Linked DNA regions of Mus musculus: regions 2, 3, 4, 5 and 6 are each linked to region 1. The links are chromatin contacts, called in public HiCAR-type, HiChIP or PLAC-seq, Micro-C, capture Hi-C and promoter capture Hi-C maps. All regions are on one chromosome and are shown on one strand. The core of a region is the stretch at or near the end of the contact, and the rest is flanking DNA. Distances in the headings are between cores, read along the strand shown. Region 1 holds the start of Ccnd2 (cyclin D2). Region 2 has its middle 33 kb from the start of Gm52879. Region 3 holds the start of Kcna5 (potassium voltage-gated channel, shaker-related subfamily, member 5). Region 4 overlaps Tspan9 (tetraspanin 9). Region 5 holds the start of Prmt8 (protein arginine N-methyltransferase 8). Region 6 holds the start of Tspan9 (tetraspanin 9).

Region 1 (2,700 bases), core at 197-2,696:
GGGAAACTTGCGGAGTGTTCGGCTGCGGCCCACAAGGGCAGTAGCTAGGAAGGCTGTGCCTGCTGGGGGTTGGGTGAGACGAAACCAGGGAACCCCCCTCCAGGAGGCATGCGGGACTCTGACCTCTCATTTGGGGGTGCCCCCTAGCCTGCTCTACACACCTCCTCCCCCGCTTCCTACCCCACCCAAATCTGCGCGCTCAAGAAGCAGCCAAACTGTAAGTAACCTTGGTGAACCGAGGGCTGGGGAAGAGGGCACGATCAGAAAGAGGGTGCCCAGGATCATGGGGTGCTGAGAGGGGGTGGGGGCGCCGGCGAATGTTGCCAGTCCTTGTAAATGGAGTTTGCAAAGCAACATGGCGAAACCACGGCAGGTCCAGAGCTGTGCATACGTGGGCACCCTGCTCTCTCGGCAAAGATTGCAAGCAAGGCTAAAGCAGCGGTTCTTTCAGATTGCCCTAAACGCACGTTTTTTTCAGTATGACTTCCGGGGCTCTCCTGAATTCCCTGTTTCTCCCCCACCCCCACCTCCTGCCAAAGTGCCAACGCGGAGTCCTAAGGCTCAGACGGTTTGCCCCAACCCTGAGAGTCGGGGGCGGGGGGGGGCTCTTTATATGTTGGTATGGATTGTTAGGTCGCAACACCCTCTGGGGCCTCACTGAAGGCAGCCGGGGTTGCTTCCACACCACAGGTCAGAAATGGAGATGGGAAGACGAGGAAGCCACATGCAGGCACACGCGCGGGATGCCAACCCCCCGGGGGGGGGAGGACATCCTCACTCACCCAAGTTTTCCTCCACTAGTTAATCTAGCAAGGGACAGAATTAGCGTCTCGCCCAAGGGTGCGGGGCTACCTCGCGCACGAGCGGGGGAGGCCAGCGCAGGGGTAGTTCTCCCGCAGTTTTTAGGATCTCTGCGTGTTGGAGGTAGGGATGGAGCGGCTGGGCTTGCCTCTCCCTGAGAGCGTCGCCCGCACACCTACCTCTAGCATCCAGGTGGCCACCATCCTGCGCATGTACGGTTGGATGTCCTTCTGCACGCACTTGAAATAGGAACACTGCGGGAGGTAGCGCTCCTCGATGGTCAACAGGTTCTGCAGAACGCGGTCTTCCAGCAGGTTGCGGTCCGGCACGGCCCTGCGGACCGGGTCCACCTCGCAGCACAGCAGCTCCATAGCCAGCCGGCCACCACTCGGTCCCGACTGTAAATTTTTTTTATTATTATTATTTTTTGGAGGTGCGGGGGGGTCGGGGAGTGCTTCCCTTACCTCCTTCCTTTGGCTGAATGGGAGATTTGGGAGAGGAAAGAAATGGCAAAGAGAGAGAGGGAGAGAGAGAGAGAAGAGTGGAAGGTGGGCGAGCGGAGCCTCAAGGGCCGCCTGACTCGCACCGGTCCTTCCCTCCGAACTGCCCGGCTCTCCTCAGCTCGCTCTCCTCTCTCGCTCAGGCAGTGACGCAAGCTGGAAGGGCAGTTAGATCTCCTCCCCCTCTCAGGTTCCTCCTCCCCCTTTCCTCCCCTCCTCTAGCGTCCCTCCCCTCCTTTCAATCTTTCCCTCCCTCTCCCCCCCCCCTTCCCTCTTGTTATTAAGGAGCACAGCAGCTGGCCTGACCAAACTTCAAACACGATCCCCGCTCCCCACCCCCAACCCCTCTCCCTACTTCTCCGAGGCCCTCTCCCCATCCAGCCCCGCATGCTAGGGGCCTCGGATAGGGGAACCCACAAACCCCATGGATTCCTATTGATTATCCTTTCTGACATTCTGTAGGCATACCATGGGGGCATAAAGGGTGTGTACGTGTGTGCTCTCTAACTTCGGAGGCTTGCAATGTGATCAGAAAAACAGCCCATTATTCAAGATTCAGGTAGATAGATTTACCATGTGGATGAGTTCAGATAACTTAGAAGTAGACCCCTAAATGAGGAACAAGGAAAGGCTTATTTGAGAAAATTGCAACCTCGCCAAACCAGGGATAAAGGTTATGCCCCTCAAGCTTAGACTCCTGATAACTTTCAAGCTGTTGTCCGCCCCGAGCCACGTGCGTGGAGAGGAAGAGGAGGAAGGGGTGGATGTTGGAGAAAGGGGTGCTTCTTAAGCCTAGTAGAATATGACCCTCCTGCAGAAACCTTTCTGTTCTTGGGGGCGCCATTGGGCAACGCGGCCAGCCTCTCAGAGCGGCCCCAGACCGGGGGCAGGGCTAGCAGCGGTTCCTCCGCGGGCCTCGGCCACGCAGGAAAAACCCGCTTCCTCGCCCCTGCATCTGCTGACAAGCCGCCCTAGGTGTCTGCGCGGAGCGTGGCCACATTGATACAGCTTTCTAGGAAATGGCTCGGGAGGGGCCAGGGAGGGGGAGAGGGAGGGTTTAGGTTTGGCTCTCCCTGCGCCAGCAAGGCCACCCTTCCTTTCCCCGGGGGCTCCTGAGTCCTGCACCCCTCAATCCCCGACCCCGTGGGGTCTCGCGCCTCATCCTTCCGCCAGGATTTTGGGGTCGGCTCTGACATGTGCTCTAAAGCATCCTGTGGTCAAGGCTGTTGGTAGAGGGGGACACGTTGGCGTTTCCTCACCTCCTTCCTGCTCCCACCCTGCCTTTAACTATATTAAAGGAGGGAGGAAGGGGCGAGGAACCACTGGCCCCCGCATGGTGGCCACGCTGGCACGTGCAGATAGCATGGCGTGGGTTGCACCTCTCTGGGCACACGGGGGG
Region 2 (2,876 bases), core at 206-2,705, 980 kb after region 1:
CACCACAGTCTTGTCTGTGAAGAATCCACGTGGGCACCATGAGCCGTGCACAAACGCACTAACACACATGTGCATGGTCAGACCCTGTTACAAGCAAACTCTGAGCTTGCCTCTGACTAAGGTCACTCCCATGCTCCAGTGCTCTGGAGGCCTCTCCCTGATCTTGAACCTACAATGCTTCCATCATTAAGAGGGAAATACACATGTGTGCTGCCAGCGACATGTGTATACGTACTCCATGATAGGAGACAGTGCACTCACAACACAGACCACTTACCCACCAGAGCTCCTGAAAGGGGTGTGTGTGTGTTTCAGGTTTTCTTTTTAATCTAAGAAATGGCCATTTTCTTTCTATGGTTTTTGTTTCTGTTTTGTTTTTTTTTTTTTTTTGTTTTTTTTTTTTGAAGCAAGGTCTCCTTGTGTACGTTGGCTGGCCTGGAACTTGCTATTTAGACTACAGTGTCCTTGAACTCACAGAAGTCCATCTACCTCTTCATTAATTTAAGGCATTAAAAGTGCCTGTCACCACACCCGGCTTGAGAATCGCCATTTTTTTTTTTTTTCAAATCTGCACAAAGTTGCTCTAAGTTACCAAACCAAAACCAAACAAAATACTGCCCAGAGATCGTGGGCCCTTCAGAGATCCTGCAGGGACAGTTAGGTCTCCCCAACAAGTCAAGGTGTCCCAGAAACATCTAGGGGCTTCCTGTCCCTTCAAGGTCTCCTGGCTATTCTCTACCTGCGTCACACACAAGAGCAAACGGTTCAGCAAATATTGGCTCTGTGAGCAGAGACAGTTACAAGGTTCAGAAAGTCACTTCCAGATACCCCACTGCAAGAGGGGAAACAGGATGGAAGGGTGTGGCAAGGTCAAAGCGCACACAATGTTCACCAAGGGATGGGTCAGAAAAAGTAAAATGCTACATTTGGCCCTGGAGTACAAACTGAGCTCTCAGGATGTGAGGCTCATGTGGCCAAAAGACGCTCCTGCGCGTTCTTCCCGTTCTCACAGCCCAGCCCAGTTCCGCCTGGCTTTTTGGGTTGTGTTGGTTTAGAAGCCAAAGTTCTCGGAGGCTGGTGGTGTTCTTGCCTCGCTGGCTGTGGCTCCAACTGAAGCTAGAGCTGTAAGGCTGAAGCCAGCAGCCACAGGGCCTCTGTTGCAGCCACCCTGCAAATAAAGGCTGCTGATCAGAAGCTGGGCTGTGACTGGTTAGAGAGCTTTCCTGGCACACGTGAAACCCTGAGTCTCATTCCCAGAGCAGAATTGTAAAAGAAAAAGGAAGAAATTAGCAGTACAGTGAAAGCAGAGGGGAGCCCAAATATAAGGTCCATGAGAAGGGAAGGGAAGGGACAGGCCAGAAGGGAGGCTGCGGAACAGGCCACCTCAGACAGGCAGCTGTCTCTCTAAACAATCCCTGTCCTCCATCAGAAGTCAGAGCTGAAGTTACTCATTAACTTTCGTCCCTCCCTCCTCCACCCCCCTTTAGGCCAGCAGCAAAGAGAGCCTTAGAGGAGAGGAGTTAGGAAGGCCTGGGTCTGGAAGGGAACCAGAGGGACCCAGTCCCCTAGCCTGAAGAGAGCAATGACCTTACAAAGGTCACCTGCAATGAAAGGCAGGAGCCAGAATCTGACCCCTCCACCAAGTCGGACATCATTCCAGACTCTCACAAGCATGACAAGAAATGGCAAAACCGAAGCCCCAGAGGCTGCAGCCCATCAGTCAGGACAAACTTCCTGTCTGCTAAGTCCTTCATGGAGTCTCTCACTCAGGGTGTCAACACAGATGTGCAAGAGGAAGCCCAAGTCACCTGGCTGGGAAAGGCATGATGTCAGGAGCTGTCTGTCTGCCCGGGGTGACGCAGGCCCCCTGGGAAGATCCCTTCCACGTGCAGCCTGTGAGGCCCAGCAGGAACACAGACAACAGGGTCTGGGATGGGGCTGTGCCCAGTTAAACCATCCTTTGTCCCTAAGTCTTTAAGAGCAGGTACCCACACGGATATAGGCCCAGGAAAGAAGGAAAAACACTTAAAAATGAGAGCACACACCTTTAATCCCAACATTCAGATAGCAGAGGCTGCTAGATCTCTGTTAGTTCAAGGCCAGCCTGGTCTACATAGGGAGTTCCAAGTCAGCCAGAGCTAGCCCACCCCACTCCCAAAACACATGAGATCTCCTGGTTTTTGGTTTGGTCAATCCTTCCCGTGAGTCGTGCAGGCTAGTCCCAGGGGTGGATAAGAAATTGCCTAGGTCAGCAGAAGGCAAGGCAGAGAGAGGACCTGGGCTGTTCCCTATTCCACACCCCACGAAAAGCAGAACCTCAGCCTTAACCACTGTTCCTGTAAGACACTACCTCTTAGGACTGTTATGAATATTAACCTATGTTAACCTCATATTTTAAAATGAGATTTAAGCCACTGTTTAACAGAACCACATTAAATTCATGGCGGATACACGTAAAAACCCAAAACCTGGGGGTTAAATGCTGACAAATTACAAACGCAGACAATCTAACTGTCAATGTGCAAAACCTGCCAGGACAAGATGCTCTTGGGCCACTCAACAGTCTTTGCCAGGACTCACAGGCAGGGACTCTTTTGGCAGAAATAAGCCACCAGACATGTACCATCAAAGCCCTTACTCCTTCCTCCACCAACCACGCTTCAGGGTTCACAGAAGGTAAGAGATTTACAAGTCACCTAGCAGGGAGAAGCCACGGGATAAAACGTGCATAAATTAAAACTGTTCATGGCCCAGGTCTGCGAGCAGCTCCCACAGGGAACCTGAATCAGCAGCATCCAGTCCTGCTAGCAGCTTCTGGACAGCAAGCTCAGCAGGGCCCTGAATGTGAGTGAGTCATGGGAACAAAGACACTCCAC
Region 3 (2,715 bases), core at 135-2,634, 620 kb before region 1:
AAGCAGCTCAAAAGTGAACCAGATCACACATGTGGTCTCCACGATGAAGAATGGGTCAGCCAGTGTCCTAGGCAGGAGCGGAGCCACTGTGGGGCCAGAGGAAAGGACACCAGAGCCACTGCCATTTGCCCCTGGGGCAGGGGCTGGGGGCTGCGGCGGCACTGGGGGGTGGCGTAACAGCTCCCGTTCATCCCTGAACTCAGGCAGAGTCTCCAAGCAGAAGGTGATGATAGAGATGAGAATGACCAAGACCGACACGATGGCAATGGCTCTTGCTGACCCAGAGCTTTCTGGGTATTCGAAGATAAGCCACACCTGGCGCTGGAACTCATTGCGGGGCAGGGGCTTCTCCTCTTCCTTGATGAAGCCTTCATCCTCCCGGAAGCGCTCCATGGCCTCGTCCCCCAGCTGGTAAAAGCGGATCTCATCTGCAAACACATCCAGGGAGACATTGACCGGCCTGCGCAGGCGGCCCCCAGACTGGTAGTAGTACAAAATGCCATCGAAGCTAGGCCGGTTGCGGTCGAAGAAGTACTCATTTCTCAAGGGATCGAAGTAGCGCAGGCGTTTGACTGGGTCCCCCAGGAGGGTGTTGGGAAACTGCGCCAGGGTGCCCAGCTGCGTCTCAAAGCGCAAACCCGAGATGTTTATGAGGACCCGCTGGTGATGGAGTGATCCTGAGTCCTGAGGAGCCTGGTCCTCCTCCACTGTGCCCAGGCCAGGGTCGCCTTCTCCCTCCTCATCCTCAGCAGATGGCCTTCTAGGCTGTGGCAGCTCCTGAGGCATAGGGGGCAAAGGCCTCCCACCCTGGCCCGCATCCTCGTGTGTGGCGCGCCTCCTCGGTGATGTTTCTTTGGACTGATTATTGAGTCCAGCCGTCGGAGGGCACCCACACTCTCCCCTGGGGCTCTGCACACAGCTTGCCCCTGCCTCCCCTCCTCCTCTGAGGGTCATGGCACTGCCGTTCTCCATGGGCACCAGGGAGATCTCCATGGCCCGGGGGCAAGGGGCATGCTGCGCCCCCAGACAACCGGTTCCCACACCCCAACTCACGCTCCGCGCCTCGCGGTTTCCTCTTCAGCCGAGGGCCCCCGCTGGCTCTAGGCTGGCTGGGGTAGCTGGCTGGATCCCCTTGGCTGGTCCTGACGTCAAGAAGCTGCTGCCCCTGCTCCCTGCCTCTCTCTCTCCCTCTCAGTGTTCTGGCAGCTGGTTACCAGGCAGCAGAAAAACCTCCTTCCAGCAGATGCAACCTCCAGCAGCCCCTCTCTGGCTGAGCTCCCCGGCCTCCGCCCTCTGTGGCTCCCTCCTCTCCTCCTCCCCCTCCTGTTTCTCCTCTGGGGACGGAGTCAGAGAGTGTCTCTCTGGAGGGTTCAGCTGGGGCCCCAGCAGCAAGGACAGGAAGGGGAGGAGGAAAAGAGCCTGAGGAGCGAGGAACAGGTTGTACCAGGAGCGCTGAAAACTCCCAGGGCAACAGGATGAGAATAGCTTCAGGATCTCAGATCACCTGGGAATGCACAGAAAGCGGAAAGGGGACTCCAGGGGGTGGGAACTGCTTTAGATGCAAGGGGAAGGCTTGTAGCTGAGTTCCAGTGAGTGGAGAAGAGAGTGCTCTGGGTGTTTTTCTTTTAGAGCAGTGCTTCTCAACCTTGCTAATGCTGCTGCAACCTTTAACACTGTTCCTCATGTTGTGGTGAACCCCACAACGGTAAATTTATTTTTGTTGCTACTTCATAACTGTGATTTTACTATTGTTATCATAACATAAATGGAATTTGTTACTGAAGTGTAATGTAAATATTATTGGAAATAGAGGTTTGCCAAAAGGATTGTGAACCACAGGTTGCAAAACCAATGCTTTATAGATTAACAGCCTCTCTCTTTGGGAAAAATGACACTGCAGGGGAGCAGCGAGCTGTGTGTGTGTGTGTGTGTGTGTGTGTGTGTGTGTGTGTGTGTGTGTACTCTGGAACTCTTCCAGTCTATCTACAGATCCATTGGAAGGTATGAGACTGAGACCTCACAGCACCCCCTTAAGCCTGCTTTTCATCATCCAGACATTGGTGATTTGATCTGCTAGTATGGAGCCAGGAGGAGTCTCAACTGAGAGAGAAGCTGTCTGGTCTCCTGCCTCTGCATTCTTCGCCATCCCTCCAGCCTCCTCACCTAATCCTCTTTTTGTAAAATGCACAGTGAGAAAAGAGAATAAATCCTGGTGGAGAATAATTGTGCACGGGAAAGCTCTAAGCTAGCGACTGCATAGAAACCTGTGTAAAGAGGAGGCAGAGGGACTTATTTATTGCTAGTATGTCCAGATCATTCTGGACTTGTGTGTTTTTGCATCAGCTTACTTTGTAAGTACTAGGACTACCTTCAACATACAAAGAAACTCAGGCACAGATAGATTGACTACATTGTATATGGAGGCCACAGAACTTGACTACATTGTATATGGAGGCCACAGAACTAGAAAGTATCAACGCTGCAATTCAAACCCAAGTTGCTGGGTTTAGGGAGCTCGCTTCTTTCTCCCCTCCCCACATCTGGCCTGAGGCCCTTCTTCCATTGCAGGAGGCAGAAGAATGAGTAAGATAAAGATTGGGTTCTAGGCTGGGATGCCAGGGTCCCTCTCTACACTCTGCCCTTGTCTTTAGTCTCTGAGGCTGTTGTGGTCTCCAAAAGCCAAGGGGAGGATTTTTCAAGGTCTGTCAGCCAATT
Region 4 (2,700 bases), core at 106-2,605, 820 kb after region 1:
CACACAGGCACCCATTTCTCCAGGGCCACGGCTGCTCCAAATTCACCCATGTCTGGGTACTCTATCCCCATCTAGTCAGACTCCATATCACCTCCACCCACCCAGCCCTTCACAAGGGGAAAGATGGGCCCTCCCAGAGTGGACTGATCCAGGGCGTGGTCATGAGTTCATGCTAGCCCCCTCCCAAGGCTTCTGTCGTAAAAAAAAAAAAAAAAAAAAAAAAAAACAGCTCCTTTTGAGGATCAGACTCGTGCTCTTCCATTGTCCTTCCACCACCGGACCCAGAAAATACTTGGAACACTGAATGTTTCTTCAGCGACTGGTGGGTAGGTGGGTGGGTAGGGGGTTGAGTGGGTGGGCGAGCTCAGGAACGGGGGCACATGCACATCCACATTCCCACTCAAGAAAGAAGCTCCCTCTAAACCCTGGCCTCTCCACTCCTGGAAGCCCCAGTACCCCGTCAGGAACTCCTAACATGGTGTTCCCAGCCTAGCACACAGCCCTGCACACCACTGGCCTTTTCAGCCTCACTACCTCCTATACCTGAAGAGAGCTGCTGCAGACATGGTCTCTGAGTGTAGATTCCAGCAGCAGCGCTACACCATCCCCGGGCCTCTGAAACCCCTCTTGGACAGCAGGAGACATGGGAACACGAGGGCTCCCAGTGCCCAAGACATAATGGCAGTTAATAAATTAGCAGATAAGGCAAAAAAGAGAGACAATCCTGACAATTTTAATTGCACCACCTGACACACTGGCTCCTTTTAAGAGCCCTGCCTGGCCCTGAAAGAGGACAACCTGCTAAGAACTTTGCAGTGGGGAGCAGAGAGGATTCGCTCCACTCACCAGGGTGGGAGAGGGGCTACTACTTTGTATTGCAAGCGGCCCTCTTTCTCTGCAGCTCATTCATTCTCATAGCCATAAAGAGAGGCAGACGGGCTGCTGGCTGGTGAGGAGGGGAGCCGGGGAGCACGTTTCCAACTCCATACCCATGGAAAAGAAAGGACAAAGGCAGAGTCTTCTGCCAAAGTCACCCAGCCAGCAGGAGGATGGTGGCTGCAGAGATTTGCTAGGGCCAGAGGGGAGGCAGCCATGAAGCGCCCCCCTACATCTGATCTGAGCATTTGCCTGCAGTCTGCATTCCAGTTCCCTCCATATAACTCCAGGGAAGGAGTCTATTAACTGTAGATCCCACTTCCCTGTGGCTAACATGCATCAGTCCTCATTTCCGAGAGGCTCACCAGGAACGAGTGTGACAGGCCTTTAAATATTTGAGCATGTGTACTTAGCAACGCTCTCTCCCAAGTCTCCTGGCCTAGGAAAGGGCTTTTACATCCTTCACCTCTGAGTCACCCTCTGCTGCTCATCTGTCTCACAGTGAAAGTCACTCTAGCTGGAGGGAACGGGCACTGCTCCCCTCCCACCCTCGGAGCTGAGCTCTGCACTTCTCGCATGGGCACAGCCCGTTGTAAGCGCCATTGGTTTGACTGGTGGCCTCGGCAGCTTGGCTGCCTGTTGAGTGTGTGCAGAATTTCAAACTGAATAGGACCACTCCTTGGCCATTCTTCACTGGATGTTGTTCTCCTCACAAGCTCCAATTTCTTCACAGCTCCACTCCACAGTCCCCAGCTCAGGGGTGACAGGGAGATCACACCCATATTTCTAAGCCTAATTTTCCTCCAAATAAACATTGCATAAGGCACCTGCAACCTACAACCCAGTTACATTTTGATGATTCCAGCATGGGCTAGTTCTGTACAGACACTAAGAATACTGTGCTTGGTGTGTGTGTGTGTGTGTGCGGTGGCACTCGGGGCTTGCTGTCCTCTTGTCTCTGGGAGGGTCCTGGTGCCTTTGTTGGAGTATGACTCATCTGATGGGACGCTGGGGTCTGGCTTTGGCATATGGAATCAGTGCCTTGCTCTCTACATGGGGTTGGTAGGGTTCAAGGGTGAGCAGATTCAATCTGGATCTGTCCTGGGCTTCACTGAAGGGTGCAGGAAGATGCCGGTCCTAGAGAGCAAAGGGCAAGGACTGTTTGCCACCTACCCTGTGTTGTTCCAACACAGCCCTTAAAGACAGGCTCACTACCCCCAGGAGGAAAGGGCGCCTGCTCAGGGAGGCTCCCCTGATGCACACCCTTCCCAGGCCCATCAGCTTTCTCAGAAGCTAGTGTCTCTCCACCTGTTGAAATGGGCTGTAGTGTCCCATGTGGCACTAAGATGGGTGGGGGTGTCACACCTGCCCCCAAGGGTGCCCGTGCCCCGAAAGCAAAAAGCTTGAGGATCGGCTCCCAGAAGGGCCACAAGATGATGTGTGGCTGGGACGGCAAAGAGCCCCAGATGACACAGAGCACCTGCCAGCCGTGTATAGGGAGAGCGATCACTCAACAGTCCATAAACATTGATTACTACTGCTGCCCCTCCCACACTGGTGCACCCTGGCAGAAGCGCGCTTTCTTCCCAATCAGGCACCTTCTAGGCCAAGAGCTCTGCCTAGCCTGGTAGCCACCGGCTTCAGGTGAGATGGGGCTCGGCAGGTGTCAGGGAGAAGGTATACCAGGGCATACTTGTATGACTCTGTGTTCCCCGGTTTTCACCAATCCAACCAGTTCCCGCTGGTTCTTGGCAGCAAGAGTCAGGGTCTGAGTCCCCAGACTGAAAGCTTCACTCGACAGGCACACAATTGTTCCTCGGATTG
Region 5 (2,700 bases), core at 142-2,641, 620 kb after region 1:
GCTCAAGGCCAACTCCGGAGTAGAGAAAGGGCAGATACGGGGCGGCCGTAAGGACTGCCGAAGACGGAGGGCAAGAGTATCATTTGCGGAGCTAGAGCGGCCTCCTTAAAAGCTGCTGCGGGACAAGTGGCCGCAGACCGGTTTCGCGCTGCAGCCCAGGGCGCACAACCCCCGCTGCTTGTGCGGGCTAAGCTGCGGCAGGCGCGGGCGCTGTCCCTGGTGCTGAATGGGGCCGCGGTCGGTGCGCCCTCCCAGGGTTCCGCTCTCCCTCGGCGCCTTAAGCACCCTAGGACTGCAGACCTCCGGCCCAGCTGTGGACTGGGGACTGCGGGGGAGGTCAGGTGCAGGTGCTTAGTACTGCCACCAGGTCGGCCCCCTAAGGCCGGGAGCTCTCCGCGGTGTTGCAGGGACCCATAGCTTGGGGACCACCTCGAGCTTGAAGGGTAAAGCCCAGGTAGCGGTGGGAGATAATCGGTGCACTGCAGGGAGCAAACCTGGCCCTAATATAACCCACTCCAGCTCTTCGTAAAGCCGGGATCCGGGATCACTATCGGAATCCTGTGCACAGGGGCAGGGGAGCCGGGCTGCCCAAGGTTTGGGACTTAGGGGAACAGGAAGGGAGCAGAGGGTGGCAGGAGAGGGTGATGGGGCTGAAAATTTAGATTTTCAAGGGGGAAAGGAACTGAGACGTGCACCGTCGCCCCCCACACACACTCCTACACTTCTCTCTCTCTCTCTCTCTCTCTCTCTCTCTCTCTCTCTCTCTCTCTCTCTCTCGGCAGGGACAAGCGGGATGGGGAAAGTTTGGCACCACGGCGTTGGTGGTGGCAGCAAGCAGCGGCGGCACACAGGGGTCCCAGTGGGAGGCAGGGTCGCTGAAAACCCCGGCCCGGTCGCCTCCTTACCTCGGTGCTTTCGACTGCATTCTCCGCCATTTTCCTCCGGAGGAGCAGGCAGCGGGAGGAGTGTTTCATGCCCATAAGAGCCAACAAGGGTTTGGGGATTCGAGATAGTAAAGAACGAGAGACGGCTGATGTGGCTTTAAAAGAGAGCCTAAGAATGCAAGAGGAGGGGGGAAAAAATCCCAGCCAGCCCCTCTCCCGGAGCGTCCTCCGCGACAATCGAGCTCTGTGGAGTCCCTCCTGCGGTCGCCACTTTGTTCACGTTTCCTCGCTCTTCATCTGCCTCGCATCCCTTCGCACACTTGCAAGTTCTGGTCGCGCTCACGACCCCCTCCGCGCCCCTCTCCCCTGCGCGGCGGGCTGGGCGGGAGGGAGGGAGGCGGCCCCGCGGGCTCGCCGGCAGAGGCAGCGGCTCCGAAGTCCGGCAGGCGGGAGGCGGACGGCAACTCTCCCAACTTCTGCCGATCGCTGGGCGAAGCAACACGCGTCCTGCTCGGCGCTCCCGGGGGCTGAGCCGGTGAGTGGGGGCGGGGTGGGAGGTGCGCGGGAGCGAGCGGGTGGCGGGGCGCTGACGGCGGAGACCCCCAGCCCGCCCCCGTGCCCGGGACCGCGGGGTCTGGGGGCCGCCTGCGCTCCGCTGCGCTCCTGGCGCGGCGCACACCTGGCGCGGGGGCTAGGGCTGCGCGCACGCTGCGGGGCCGCGCGCCAGGCTCCGGGAAGCAGGCGTCCACGAGGCTGCTGGAGGGTCTCAGCCCAGTGCAAGTCCTTCTAACGAGGGCAAGCACCGGACAAGACTCAGCCACGGTTACCAAATGTCTACGCCCCTCACCCCTCCCCAGCCCCCCCACCCGGTCGATTCCTGGATCCTTCCTGCGCGGATTACTGTTTGGGGCATGAACAGGGTGGGTGTCTGGATGGGAGGGGGAAGTCCTCAACTCCTTCAACTCTAGGTCCTCTCTATCTAGCTTTTCTTCACCCTCAGGACCCAAGACCAGAAGGCCTTCAAACCCCTCTCAGGAGGACCGGGTTGAAGTGAAGGTGGCTGCCTGAGGTGGCTTGGGAAAACAACCAGGAACAAATCAATAAAAGGGTCCGCGGTCTAGCTCCCCTACCCCTGTCTAGCCTGTCAGCCCCCACTCCCGGGGGGACACACATCTCTCCCCCTCCCCTACAGCCCCTCCCCCACCTTCACCCTCTCCTGACGTCCCTTTTATGGGAGAGAGCCGTGAGGATGTCACGTACCCATTAGGATTCTCTCGATCCTTTTTTAAGGGAGAGTTTGGGCGGCAGCGGGGGGTGTGAATTTTTATACAATGCATTCCTGTCTTCACTTTGAGAGCTTTTTTTCTCTCTTTCGGGCCATCTGTCAGGCATTGAGGGATAGAACAATGGGGGAGGGAGGCCATACTCAGGACTCTGTAGCTGGCTATCTCCGGGAAAGCTGAACCTTCAGGCTTTCTGGCCCACAGGTCAAGGTCAGGGACCGCACAGATGTGCCAGGAGCTTTCTTCCCGCTTCATCTCAGTCCTTAGTTGAGTTATTTAAACCAATCGCCCTGTTTAGTCTGATCATAGCCTTTGATAGCCAAGAAGTGTAAGAGTGACTGTCCTCAACTAACCCAGGTTCATTGAGGAAAAGGGCCAAAACCCAGCTCGGCTCACGGTGATAGATACTTCTATCAGACCAAGATCCTCAGGCAAAGAGAAGAGACATGGCCGTGAGCAGAGGTGAGGAGTAAAAAACGGGAAGAGGAGGGAGATGAGAAGGATTAAAGAAAATATAGCAAGAAGCTTGGGTT
Region 6 (2,700 bases), core at 65-2,564, 880 kb after region 1:
ATGCTACAGACTGGCCTCCTGCCTCCAGGAGCAATAGAAGAAACTCAGAAACCATCCTCACGGCCCCCCACCAACCCAGGGGCACAGCTGTGCCGTCTGACCCACACCCATGATGCAGGTTCCCTGGTGCAGGTACTTCAGTGTGCCTTTTTTTTGGGAGAAGGAAGCAGTGGCAAACTTTCCAGCTTCCTGGGAGCAGAACGTGTCTCTCCTGGAAGACTGACAAGTTGAAGCCTCCATTCAGCCATGGAGAAGAGGGAAAAGGGAACAGAAAGATGCAGGGAGTGGGAGGGTGCCTTCAATTTTTAAAAGCACTTACCTTTGGGCAGATAAGGTAGAGCGAGGAGGAAGTAGAAGATATTCCTAGGGTGGAAAGCAAGGAGAAGGAGCAACGGAAGACTCAACAGTAAGGACTTACCCAGAATATCAAATTGAAGAGGAACATCGTGTACTTCAAGCAGCAGAGACAGCCCCTGGCCATGTTGCACTTCTTAAATTCTAGGAGGAACACAAAGGACAGGTCCAGGTAAAACACCACGTACTTGCTGCCTTTGGGTGCATTGTACTTGTCAGTCTTAATGCCGGCCTCCGTGCGGCTCTGACCCCGCGAACCCGCGGTGCCGTAGAAGGCGCCAGCCGTGAAGCCGCGGCCGAACGGGCGGCCAGAGGTGGACGGCTTGGCAAAGTCCGAGTCCTTGCTGTCCAAAGATGGACTCCGGTGGATCGAAGAATCCTCGCTACTCGACTTCTCCATGCTCGCCTCGTTCCCGGGGGGCACGAGGGGCGGGGGGCATTGCTCCCAGAGTGGGACGGAGGGGGCACCCCGGTCGGGCACGGGTTCTGAGCAAGCTGGCTGTTGGAGCTTCGCACGCCCCCTCTCTGCACCCGCGAGCAATAGCGGAGCAACCAACTGCCGGGGGTTCACTGCCTCTGGGACGGCGCCCCGCTCCCAGCCTTAGCCCGCTGGCCCGGGAGGGCTCTGCGGCACTGTTATAAGCACGCTTGGGGAGCCGGCTCGCCTGCGTAACTAGGCTTCTTTAGGGAGGCTGCAATTTGACTGCTCTTTCCCGGGCGGCTGCACCACCGACCGGACGCAGCACTCGAGGCGAAAGGGCGCTGGGATCCAAGCTCCGCAGGCACGCCTCTTCCAACCCGGAGCCCCACCACTTTGCGGGCGCTCGGCCTCCCTTGCTCCGCGACTTTGCGGAGCCGCTGCCGGCCCTGGGCTGCCCGGGTGCGCCGCGGGCAGAGAGCCTCGGATCCGCTGCAGCTGCAACCGCTGGGCTTGCCCTGCGAAATTCCAGCCCTGACTCTCGACTCTGAAATCGCCTAGAGCCCCTTCCCCGGGCTCTGGGCCCCGCCCCCTGCTTTGCATCCGACCAATGGGCTCAAGGTCTGCCTGGCTCCGGTAGGGGAGCTACCCCCCTCCCCAATGACACAATATCTTTAATAGGATTAGCGGTCTGCTTGTGTGCCTAAACTAGTGTGCCCAGAACCCTTCTAAATGTCAAGGGCTCGCTCAGTGGCTAGGAATGAACTAACACCTCCATGGGAAAGCACTGGTTTCTTGCCCCAGCAAGGGCCGCGACTAGAGGAGGGGGAGAACTGGAGACACCAAGAACCCTAGGAAGCCAGAGGATAGGTCTGGGGGGAAAGGCTGGAAGGGAAAGAAACGGTGGCCACTACTAGGCTGGCCTCCGCCCCCTAGGAACGTCGGGCCTGTCTAGCCTGGGGCACATGGTCCCAAGCAGTACCTTTACACACACACACACACACACACACACACACACACACACACACACACACACACACACACACACACACACCACGCTTTTGCACACGTGAGAATGGCTACTGCGCACTGGTAGAGGGGCCGCAGCAGAGACGCAAGGTGTAGGAAAGCGCCCTCAGGCCTCCGCGGGGCGCGCCGCCCTCCCTGCCCCCTCCACGCGCACACGCACGCGCGGCTCCGAGAGACTCCTGCAGCTGCGCAAGCCCCCGCCTCCGCGTTCCCGAGTGGGACGGCGGGCTGCAAGGGGCAGGCGGCTCAAGTGGGGCACTGCTTTTTGCCAGCAGAAGAGCAAGGTAGCAATGCTTTTTTGGTCACACCCGAGTCCTCTCGGAGCCGAGGTCAGAGAAAAGACAGGAGGTATGTGCCTGCCAGAGGAACATCCAAAAACAGCCCTTCATCCTCTTGTGAAGCGCTGCAATGAAGACAGCCTCCTCTGGGCTTATATGCAGAAGTCTGCATTGCTGACCTGGGGCCACCACGGTTTGCAAATGATAAAAACTAGAAGACTGAGTGGGGTGGGGGTGCGGGGGTTAGACACTGAGTCTCTCCTTTGTGCAGTGAGTCAGTGTGGGAGCTAAGTTTTACCAGGCTCCCAGCAGCTAACAAGGAGCTCAGCCTCTGGAAGGTACTCCATAGGGACGGCTAGATGGAGTCTACTCTGCAACCCCCAACCCTCTATCCTGAGCCCCAAGGGGGAGCCCTTGAGGAAACACCATAGTACTACTGCCTGCCCTTTGGGCAGCACAAAATCTAGTTAGGACAGGAAGTTACTGGAGGCACAGATAGACTCAGATGGTTGTGGCTATGCCCCGAGGGGTGGGGGGTGGGGGCAGTGATTCCAACTAGGGGGAATTCACCTTCACTTTGCCCCACCACCACCCTAGAGGTGATAACTCTGAGATCTGTTT

Evidence for each region. Promoter capture Hi-C pulls out the DNA fragments that hold promoters and counts their contacts. A called contact is a pair of places that touch in the nucleus more often than the background predicts. HiCAR-type assays count read pairs that join an accessible place to other places. HiChIP or PLAC-seq counts read pairs in DNA pulled down with a chosen protein or histone mark. Capture Hi-C pulls out chosen DNA fragments and counts their contacts.
Region 2: a contact with region 1 is called in a HiCAR-type map of astrocytes, with 2.3 times the contacts expected there. The contact joins the enhancer-like site here to the promoter of Ccnd2 in region 1. A contact is called at or near these places in 1 of 39 promoter capture datasets (the 3T3-L1 cell line), 4 of 484 Hi-C or Micro-C datasets (all in embryonic stem cells), 4 of 115 datasets of contacts at active chromatin or transcription factors (astrocytes, embryonic forebrain, pancreatic cancer cells and 1 more) and 1 of 9 other capture datasets (adipose tissue).
Region 3: a contact with region 1 is called in a promoter capture Hi-C map of embryonic stem cells, with 23 read pairs. The contact joins the promoter of Kcna5 here to the promoter of Ccnd2 in region 1. A contact is called at or near these places in 1 of 39 promoter capture datasets (embryonic stem cells), 2 of 484 Hi-C or Micro-C datasets (both in embryonic stem cells) and 1 of 115 datasets of contacts at active chromatin or transcription factors (embryonic stem cells).
Region 4: a FOXA1 HiChIP or PLAC-seq map of pancreatic cancer cells shows a contact between it and region 1. The contact joins the enhancer-like site here to the promoter of Ccnd2 in region 1. A contact is called at or near these places in 1 of 39 promoter capture datasets (liver), 4 of 115 datasets of contacts at active chromatin or transcription factors (astrocytes, embryonic forebrain, forebrain and 1 more) and 1 of 9 other capture datasets (embryonic stem cells).
Region 5: a Micro-C map of embryonic stem cells shows a contact between it and region 1, with 6 times the contacts expected there. The contact joins the promoter of Prmt8 here to the promoter of Ccnd2 in region 1. A contact is called at or near these places in 5 of 39 promoter capture datasets (embryonic stem cells, liver and stem cell-derived epiblast-like cells), 17 of 484 Hi-C or Micro-C datasets (cortical neurons, differentiating embryonic stem cells, embryonic stem cells and 1 more) and 4 of 115 datasets of contacts at active chromatin or transcription factors (all in embryonic stem cells).
Region 6: a contact with region 1 is called in a capture Hi-C map of embryonic stem cells, with 2.4 times the contacts expected there. The contact joins the promoter of Tspan9 here to the promoter of Ccnd2 in region 1. A contact is called at or near these places in 1 of 115 datasets of contacts at active chromatin or transcription factors (embryonic stem cells) and 1 of 9 other capture datasets (embryonic stem cells).

Annotation. Positions count from the first base shown.
Region 1 is chr6:127,149,602-127,152,301 of GRCm38.p6, forward strand. It overlaps Ccnd2 (cyclin D2), which reads right to left and starts at 1,447. Exons shown (of 5, transcript NM_009829.3): 1 at 981-1,447. The coding sequence starts at 1,172. All of the region lies in intron 1 of 9330179D12Rik (RIKEN cDNA 9330179D12 gene), which reads left to right.
Region 2 is chr6:128,132,921-128,135,796 of GRCm38.p6, forward strand. It overlaps a transcript of Tspan9 not described here. Among named protein-coding and RNA genes, the nearest start is that of Gm52879, 33 kb to the left of the region's middle. Within about 2 kb of position 1,456, at least 76 of the 459 cell types and tissues checked have an H3K27ac peak or open chromatin away from gene starts, as enhancers often do. A contact at or near this core is called in astrocytes and embryonic stem cells, where this site is marked.
Region 3 is chr6:126,534,171-126,536,885 of GRCm38.p6, forward strand. Kcna5 (potassium voltage-gated channel, shaker-related subfamily, member 5) reads right to left here and starts at 1,385. Exons shown (of 1, transcript NM_145983.2): 1 at 1-1,385. The coding sequence starts at 993.
Region 4 is chr6:127,972,841-127,975,540 of GRCm38.p6, forward strand. The region is part of intron 1 of Tspan9 (tetraspanin 9); the gene reads right to left. Among named protein-coding and RNA genes, the nearest start is that of Gm15870, 29 kb to the left of the region's middle. Within about 2 kb of position 1,356, at least 47 of the 459 cell types and tissues checked have an H3K27ac peak or open chromatin away from gene starts, as enhancers often do. A contact at or near this core is called in astrocytes and pancreatic cancer cells, where this site is marked.
Region 5 is chr6:127,767,768-127,770,467 of GRCm38.p6, forward strand. It overlaps Prmt8 (protein arginine N-methyltransferase 8), which reads right to left and starts at 1,392. Exons shown (of 10, transcript NM_201371.2): 1 at 906-1,392. The coding sequence starts at 980.
Region 6 is chr6:128,033,748-128,036,447 of GRCm38.p6, forward strand. It overlaps Tspan9 (tetraspanin 9), which reads right to left and starts at 1,315. Exons shown (of 7, transcript NM_001379136.1): 1 at 419-1,315. The coding sequence starts at 754.